2 separate regions of the Mus musculus genome follow, and region 1 is linked to region 2. Evidence: chromatin contacts called from public promoter capture Hi-C data. All regions are on one chromosome and are shown on one strand. The core of a region is the stretch at or near the end of the contact, and the rest is flanking DNA. Distances in the headings are between cores, read along the strand shown.

Region 1 (3,565 bases), core at 704-3,203, 160 kb after region 2:
ATCTACATATCTCCTTTTCTATATTTACATTCCTAGGGTCGTATAAAAACATCCTGAGCAGAAGAACCATAAGCAGGCACATGTTAAAGAATCTTGCCTTTGCTGACAGTTGTCACTCACAGGCTGGCAGCCTTTCTTAGCTTCCAGACTTACTTTTTTTTACTGTCTAGCTTTGTCAGTCAGGCAAAGTTCACACCAGTGAGTTAATAAGCACAGTTTGATGATACAGGGAGATCCTCTCCTGTAGTTTATATGACAATTTTTTTTTCTGGAATAGTGATGGTTTTAACAATAATCATGATTTTTCTTTACCTTTGAAACAATTTTTTAAAAGATTTATTTATTTATTTATTTATTTAATGTAAATACACTGTCAATGTCTTCAGACACACCAGAAGAGGGCACTGGATCCCATTACAGATGGTTGTGAGCCACCATGTGGTTGCTGGGAATTGAATTTAGGACCTTTGGAAGAGCAGTCAGTGCTCTTAATCACTGAGCCATCATCTCTCCAGACCCCTTTGAAACAATTTTTAAAGTCTATTGGTTGTTGTTGTTTTTCTGTTTGTTGTTTGTTTTTCCAGACATGGTTTCTCTCACTCTGTAGATTAGGTTGGCCTTGAACTCAGATCCTCCTGCCTCAGCCTTCTCAGCACTGGGATCAATAGTGTGTGCTGCCACGACCTAGTTCATTTCCTTTCCTTGAGCATCACACCCTACCACCCTGTGCTTAGCCTACGCTGTGTAAATGCCAGAGTGTGTAGCACCACAGCAAGGACCCAGTGCTATGTGCAGAGTAGCTGGACCAAGTCTAGCCATCCATAAATGTGCTTGATAAAAGAACCAGCATCAGTGACAGACAGCAGGTGTCAAGTGTGGAAGTGGCTTGTGCTACCCAGGGGGCCTTCCATGCTGATTCCACCCAGGACCCAAGAGTCTATAAAAGAAGGAGTTAAATCCCCTGTAAACTCAACAATTGGCATCCATCTTCTGCTTCCATGAACAAAGAGTTCAGAGGTCATCACCTGCATCCTACAATGAGCAAAACTGAACAACATTAAGTTTTCATCCGGCTCTCTAAGAACTGAGGGTGTGGGCAAGAGGGTCAGGCATGGCTCCCAAGTCTGTAGACACTGGTGGCTAAGGAGTTCTACAGAGTTAGCAATGCCCCTCCCCCAAGGTTATGCTAAAGGAACTAGTCCCCAGCACCTCAGCCCAGGGCCTTGTGGGAAAGAACAGTACTGAGTATAGAATTACTTAAATCACTGATGATGAGGTCACGTTGAAGCAGATCTGGGTCTTCCACCCAGGATGAAGAGTGTCCTTTTGGGTAGAGAAGAGACATGGGACAGAGCTGGGGGTGAGGGATCGAGGGTGGTGGTTTCCATGTGACAATGGAAGCAGAGCCCAGGTGTTCACAACTGCAAGCCAGGGCCAGCCAAGATGCAGGATCTCCCCCCCCCTCCCCCCCAATGACTCAGAAGCAGTGAGACTGGCAATCGGTGAGCTTCCAACCTGCAAGGGTTGCAAGTACATGCATTTCTGCTTTCAGCGCCCTGATTTGCAGCATTCTGTTACTGCAGTTCTGGGAAAGAGAAACAGAAACCTAGGGTGGAGACCATGGACCAGCAAAAATAGCCAGGGCCAGCTTAGCTGGGGGTGGGGGTGGGGTGCTGTGGACCATTGGAATCACATAACATTCTGGTGTCTCACTGGAATTGAAAGCAGGATGCTCCAAGTCACAGTCAAGGGTAAAATCCCCACAGTTTGATGTCCAGGAAGCCCACTGTTTTCCATGGTGAAGAGCCATAAAAATGTTTACCTTGTGGCCTGGCATGGTTGCAAAGGCCTATACATCCAGGGCTTTGGAGCCAACGGCTGAACACAAGTTCAAGGCATCTGGGCTACAAAAGAGACCCTGTCTCAACAAAACAAACACTGTCTTGTGCCTCTGTCAGAGGGAGGAAAATAGTACCCATTTATAAACCCTCTTAGTGCCGTCTCCATAATGGAAGCCAACACTGCCAGGACTTTGCCAGATTGTTGTCTGGTGCAAAATGAAGCCAGCCTTCCAGCCCCTAAATCTGGCTTTGTGTTTCACCTAAGCTGGAGAGAGGGCAGAGGTTTTTTTTCAGAATGATCTCTCATGGCCACAACCCAAGAATACCCTTCTCAGGAGACAGATCCTCTCCCTATATTAAGCATGCTCCAGCCTGGGTTCAGGGGTTACAGTTGAAAGATCTGCAAGAGAAAGACTCTCTTTCAGAATTGCTTGGGGGGGGGGCAGGGGGGCACCTCAGTGGACAAAGGTGCTTGTTGCCAAGTTTGATGACCTAAGTTCTATACCCAGGATCCACTCGGTGGAAAGAGAGAACTGATGCCCACAAACTGACCTCTGACCTCCTAATACCCCTCACATGGCATAGTTCCCACCCATACATATACTTCACTAAATTAGACATAGTTGTGAAATTTTCTCAGAGAAACACAAAGATGACAGAAGAATCAAAAGAATAGAGTAGCCGGGCGGTGGTGGCACACGCCTTTAATCCCAGCACTTGGGAGGCAGAGGCAGGTGGATCTCTGAGTTCGAGGCCAGCCTGGTCTACAAAGTGAGTTCCAGGACAGCCAAGACTATACAGAGAAACCCTGTCTCGAAAAACCAAAAAAAAAAAAAAAAAAAAAAAAAGAATAGAGTAGAGTAGGGCATGGTGGAACACACCTTTACTCCCAGCACTTGAGGGCAGAGGCAGGAGGATCTCTGTGAGTTCAAGACCAACCCGGTCTACACAGTGAGTTCCAGGACAGCCAAGGCTACCACTGTCAAGATGTCCAGAGAGAAAGAGAGAGAGACAATGGACTTTGAAGCTACAGGCATTGTCAGAGTGGTGGTTTGAATGAAAATGGCCCCCTCTAGCCACAGGGAGTGTCACTATTATGGGTGCGGCCTTATTGGAACAGGTGTGGCCTTGTTGAAGAAAGTGTATCGCTGGGCTTTGAAGTTTCAGAAACTCAAGCTAGACTGTGTCACGCTCTCTTCCTACTGAGCAGATCCAATTGTAGACCTCTCAGCTGCCTTTCCAGCACCATGTCTGCCTGCAGGCATCCATGGTTTCCTCCATGATGATAATGGACTAAACCTCTGAACCTGTAAGCCAGCCCCAATTAAATGTTTTGTTTTTATAAGAGTTGCCATGAAACCGGGCGTGGTGGCACATGCCTTTAATCCCAGCACTCGGGAGGCAGAGGCAGGCGAATTTCTGAGTTCGAGGCCAGCCTCGTCTACATAGTGAGTTCCAGGACAGCCAGGGCTATACAGAGAAACCCTGTTTCGAAAAAACAAAAACAAAAACAAAAACAAAAAAAAAGTTGCCGTGATCATGGTGTCTCTTCACAGTGATAGGAGCCCTAAGACATTACACAGTGTTAAACACGGCTCCATTCCCAGCTAAGTTTACATAGCATTTAACACCAAACACCACTCCTGTCAACCAATGCCTCAGGTCTGGCTTTCAGCAAAAAGTTTCAAAATATCCTAAAAGGAAAAGCCATAGTCTGCAGTATC
Region 2 (3,520 bases), core at 195-2,694:
CAGCTAGGAGGAGGGTCTTATAGCCCACACCCACAGTGACACACCTACTCCAATACCTTCTAATAGTGCCACTTCCTGGCTCGAGCATATCCAAACCATCACAGAGTGCATAAGCACATATACAGACAGGTAAGGTTTTTCACAAACAGATGTGCTATTTCTGTGCTCATTTTTTAAATGTATTTTTAATAGAAGCATACAGACGTGTCATTGCTGTCATTTGTTGTCAGTAGCTTTTGTATATCAGATGTGCTGTTCAATCAACACTTTTAATGCCAAAAACTTTTGCTCCTTGGAGAACCCATCCCTATTAGAGGCTAGCCCTAATTCCCCATCTCCCACTAATCTACTGTCTGTATAACTTAGCTCTTCTAGACATTTCATATAAATGGCATTATAGCACATTCTCTTTTGTGGCTGAAATATTTTTCATAGGTTTGGTCATGACATAACTTGCAAAACTCTGTAATTGCTCAAAAATATTCCACTGTATGAATATATATTCATCTGACAATGAACACTTGCATTGTTTCCCCTGGCGAGTTGTTGTAACAAAGATTACTATAAGCATGCAAGTAGTTTTTGTGTAGACATATTTCCATCCCTCTTCAGGGAGACACAGGGGGAGGGAGATACCCTTGCATTTTAAGGGGCAAATTGGTGGGAAATGGGGGTAAACCAGTGTAGGTGCAAATGGCAGGTTGGCAAAGTTTTAATAGTATTTGAACTTTCAGAAGACTAAAGCCTGACCTACAGAAAACAGGCTGGAGGCAGAAAGGACTGGAATGGGTGGGGGCGGGGAGACAGTTGGGTAAAGGTGGAGCGGAAGACAGGTTCCTTAGCTATTTGAGAACCTAGGAGTGAAATAAGTTTGAATTTGAGTGGTGATGACAGGAGTGGTGTGATTCCAGATGAATCCGTATGAGACAAGGGGGATTGTGGAATTCAGGGAACAACCAGCAACTTAGAAGGCAGACATATATCAAGGAAACACGGAATGTCTTTAGTGGTTTAGGTAGGGATCCCATCAGGACCTGCTACAGGGCAAATCAGGTCGGTGGCACAGTAGCAGCAGATAGACGCGCTCTTCGGCGAGGTCATAGAGAGATGACAAGCAAAGTGGAGAGGTTCAAAGCCTGAGTGTCAGTTCTGGATCATGTGGCCACAGGTAAACTTGACTTGTTTCCTTACACTTGGCAATCACAGGTTGAATTAGCTCGTATTTTCAAAGTACAGAGGGCACAGGAACTCTTAAGAAACGCAATCAGTTTTCATTCCTTTGCGCTACCCAGATGCAAAAGTAGGAGCCCAAATCTGAAGACCCTCTTTTTCCAAGTTGGGACTCCAAGCACAAGACAAGTTGGAGGCTCCGCCCCTGCTCCAGCCCCTGGGCTTCCTCGTGACTACAGTCCCGACAGCCCTCGCGCGCCACGCCCACGCCCACGGCTCCTGCGCACGCGCAGCTCGAGATGCGACTCTGGGCTGTAGTCTAAGCTCAGCTTTGACAGAGGCTCCCGGGGGGCGGACCCTAGGTGTCGCGCGCATGCCTGGCAGGGCTGGGCAGCTCTTCTCCGGTGGCTGCGGTTCGGACGCCTCAGCTGGGCCTAAGATGGACCTCCCGGCGGTGCTGGCCGCCCCGGCCACGCGCGGAGACCAACATGGCGGTGGCCCGAGCCGACTTCGCCGCGGCGCGGGGCCGTCCCTCGGTGCCGGTCCCGGGCGCCGTCGCCTGCTGCTGCTGAGGGGCCCGGAAGATGGCGGGCCCGGGCCGCGTCCAGAGGAGGCCCCGGGGCCCAGCCCGCCGCCCCCGGAGGACGGCGGCGACTCCTTCGTGGTACTGCTGGAAGTGCCGCGCGCGGCCGACACCCATGGTCAGGAGGAGGCCGAGCCCGATTCGGGCGCGAGCCCCACGGAACAGGTCCCGGCCGCCGCCCCCGGCGCAGCTCTGGCAGGCACGGTCACCATCCACAACCAGGACCTCCTGGTGCGCTTCGACCGCGGCGTCTTCACGCTGGCTGCGGCGCCCGCGCCAGCCGCCCCGAGCCTGCATCCCGCGACCACCCCGGGCCTGGAGCCCTCGAGCGCTGCTGCGTCCCGCCGCGGGCCGGTGGCCGCTAGCGCTGGCTCCCCGGCCTACCGCTGTCCGGAGCCGCAGTGCGCGCTGAGCTTCGCCAAGAAGCACCAGTTGAAGGTGCACCTGCTGACGCACGGCAGCCTCCAGGGCCGGCGGCCCTTCAAGTGCCCGCTGGATGGCTGCGGCTGGGCCTTCACCACCTCCTACAAGCTCAAACGGCACCTGCAGTCGCATGACAAGCTGCGTCCCTTTAGCTGCCCGGTGGGCGGCTGCGGCAAGAAGTTCACCACCGTCTACAACCTCAAGGCGCACATGAAGGGCCACGAGCAGGAGAGCTTGTTCAAGTGCGAGGTGTGCGCCGAGCGCTTCCCCACACACGCCAAGCTCAACTCCCACCAGCGCAGCCACTTCGAGCCCGAGCGGCCTTACAAGTGTGATTTCCCCGGTAAGCTGGAGACGCGGACCTGCCGGGGCGGGCGGGACCCGGCGGGGTCTGGACCCAAGGGCCAAACTGTCGCTTGTTTGGGCAGGGTTTGCGGAGGTCGGGGTGGAGGCGTTACGCGCCCTGATCTAAATGAGAATAAGGCAAAAACACTCCCGTGTTTGTTTTGAAGTCCCTTTCAGGTACTTAGATATGAAGCTCTGGGTTCCTACAGCCAAGTGGCATGCACAATCGCAGCTATCCGTGGGGAGGGTACAAACCTTTGTTAAGATGCTTACATTGGAAGTGACCTCTTCTCAGAGTTGAGTCAGGACTTTATTTTTCTCAGTCTACTCGTTCAACAATACCAGAGGAGTCAGAGGTCCAAGATACATAAATCGAAATATGCCACCTTAAAATACTGAGGGAATGAGCACACATTGGTGCTTCTCTGGTCCCTCTCCAGCCTCTCTGGAAGCCCCATTGATTAGAGGACACAGAGCTCCCAAGGACGCCTCGAACATTGGATCAGACCCCTGTCCTTTCCAATATTATGAATAGAGTGATGCTCCTTCATCAGGAGCCGGTGTGTGACACAGCTGTTTTTGTGTCTTTTATACTGATTTTTGACAGACTAATCAGTTTCTGGAATCATGTCTGTTCTTTTTACTTTTAGCCAGCATCTAGCTTGCACATTAACATTTATATACACTCTGCACTAGTAATGTGCATTGTAGATTATTCTCATATGAAGATTATTATTATATGTAGGGTATAGCACCTGAAAAGGATATCTTGTGTGTTGTATGGGGCTGGGAGGAAGAACCAGACTTAACTTGTACAAGCAACAGATTCTACTGTTGTATTCTAGCGTGCACATCATATCTGATAGAGTCTGATGTAGAAATCATCAGGCTGATGATTGAAAACATGCAGTCATTTCCTAATCCGAGAATGATGATGGCTGCTCTCACCCTAGCAAAGGTAGCACCATTCTCTATCATACTGGGAAGGACAGGGGTCCA

What was found. Promoter capture Hi-C pulls out the DNA fragments that hold promoters and counts their contacts.
Region 1: a contact with region 2 is called in a promoter capture Hi-C map of neural stem cells. The contact joins the enhancer-like site here to the promoter of Zxdc in region 2. A contact is called at or near these places in 4 of 39 promoter capture datasets (embryonic stem cells, liver and neural stem cells), 3 of 484 Hi-C or Micro-C datasets (cortical neurons and embryonic stem cells), 7 of 115 datasets of contacts at active chromatin or transcription factors (double positive thymocytes, embryonic stem cells, epiblast stem cells and 2 more) and 1 of 9 other capture datasets (embryonic stem cells).

The regions. Positions count from the first base shown.
Region 1 is chr6:90,530,043-90,533,607 of GRCm38.p6, forward strand. No RefSeq gene overlaps it. Among named protein-coding and RNA genes, the nearest start is that of Aldh1l1, 19 kb to the right of the region's middle. Within about 2 kb of position 1,954, at least 14 of the 459 cell types and tissues checked have an H3K27ac peak or open chromatin away from gene starts, as enhancers often do. A contact at or near this core is called in neural stem cells and stem cell-derived neural progenitor cells, where this site is marked.
Region 2 is chr6:90,368,050-90,371,569 of GRCm38.p6, forward strand. Zxdc (ZXD family zinc finger C) reads left to right here and starts at 1,445. Exons shown (of 10, transcript NM_173002.3): 1 at 1,445-2,519. The coding sequence starts at 1,610.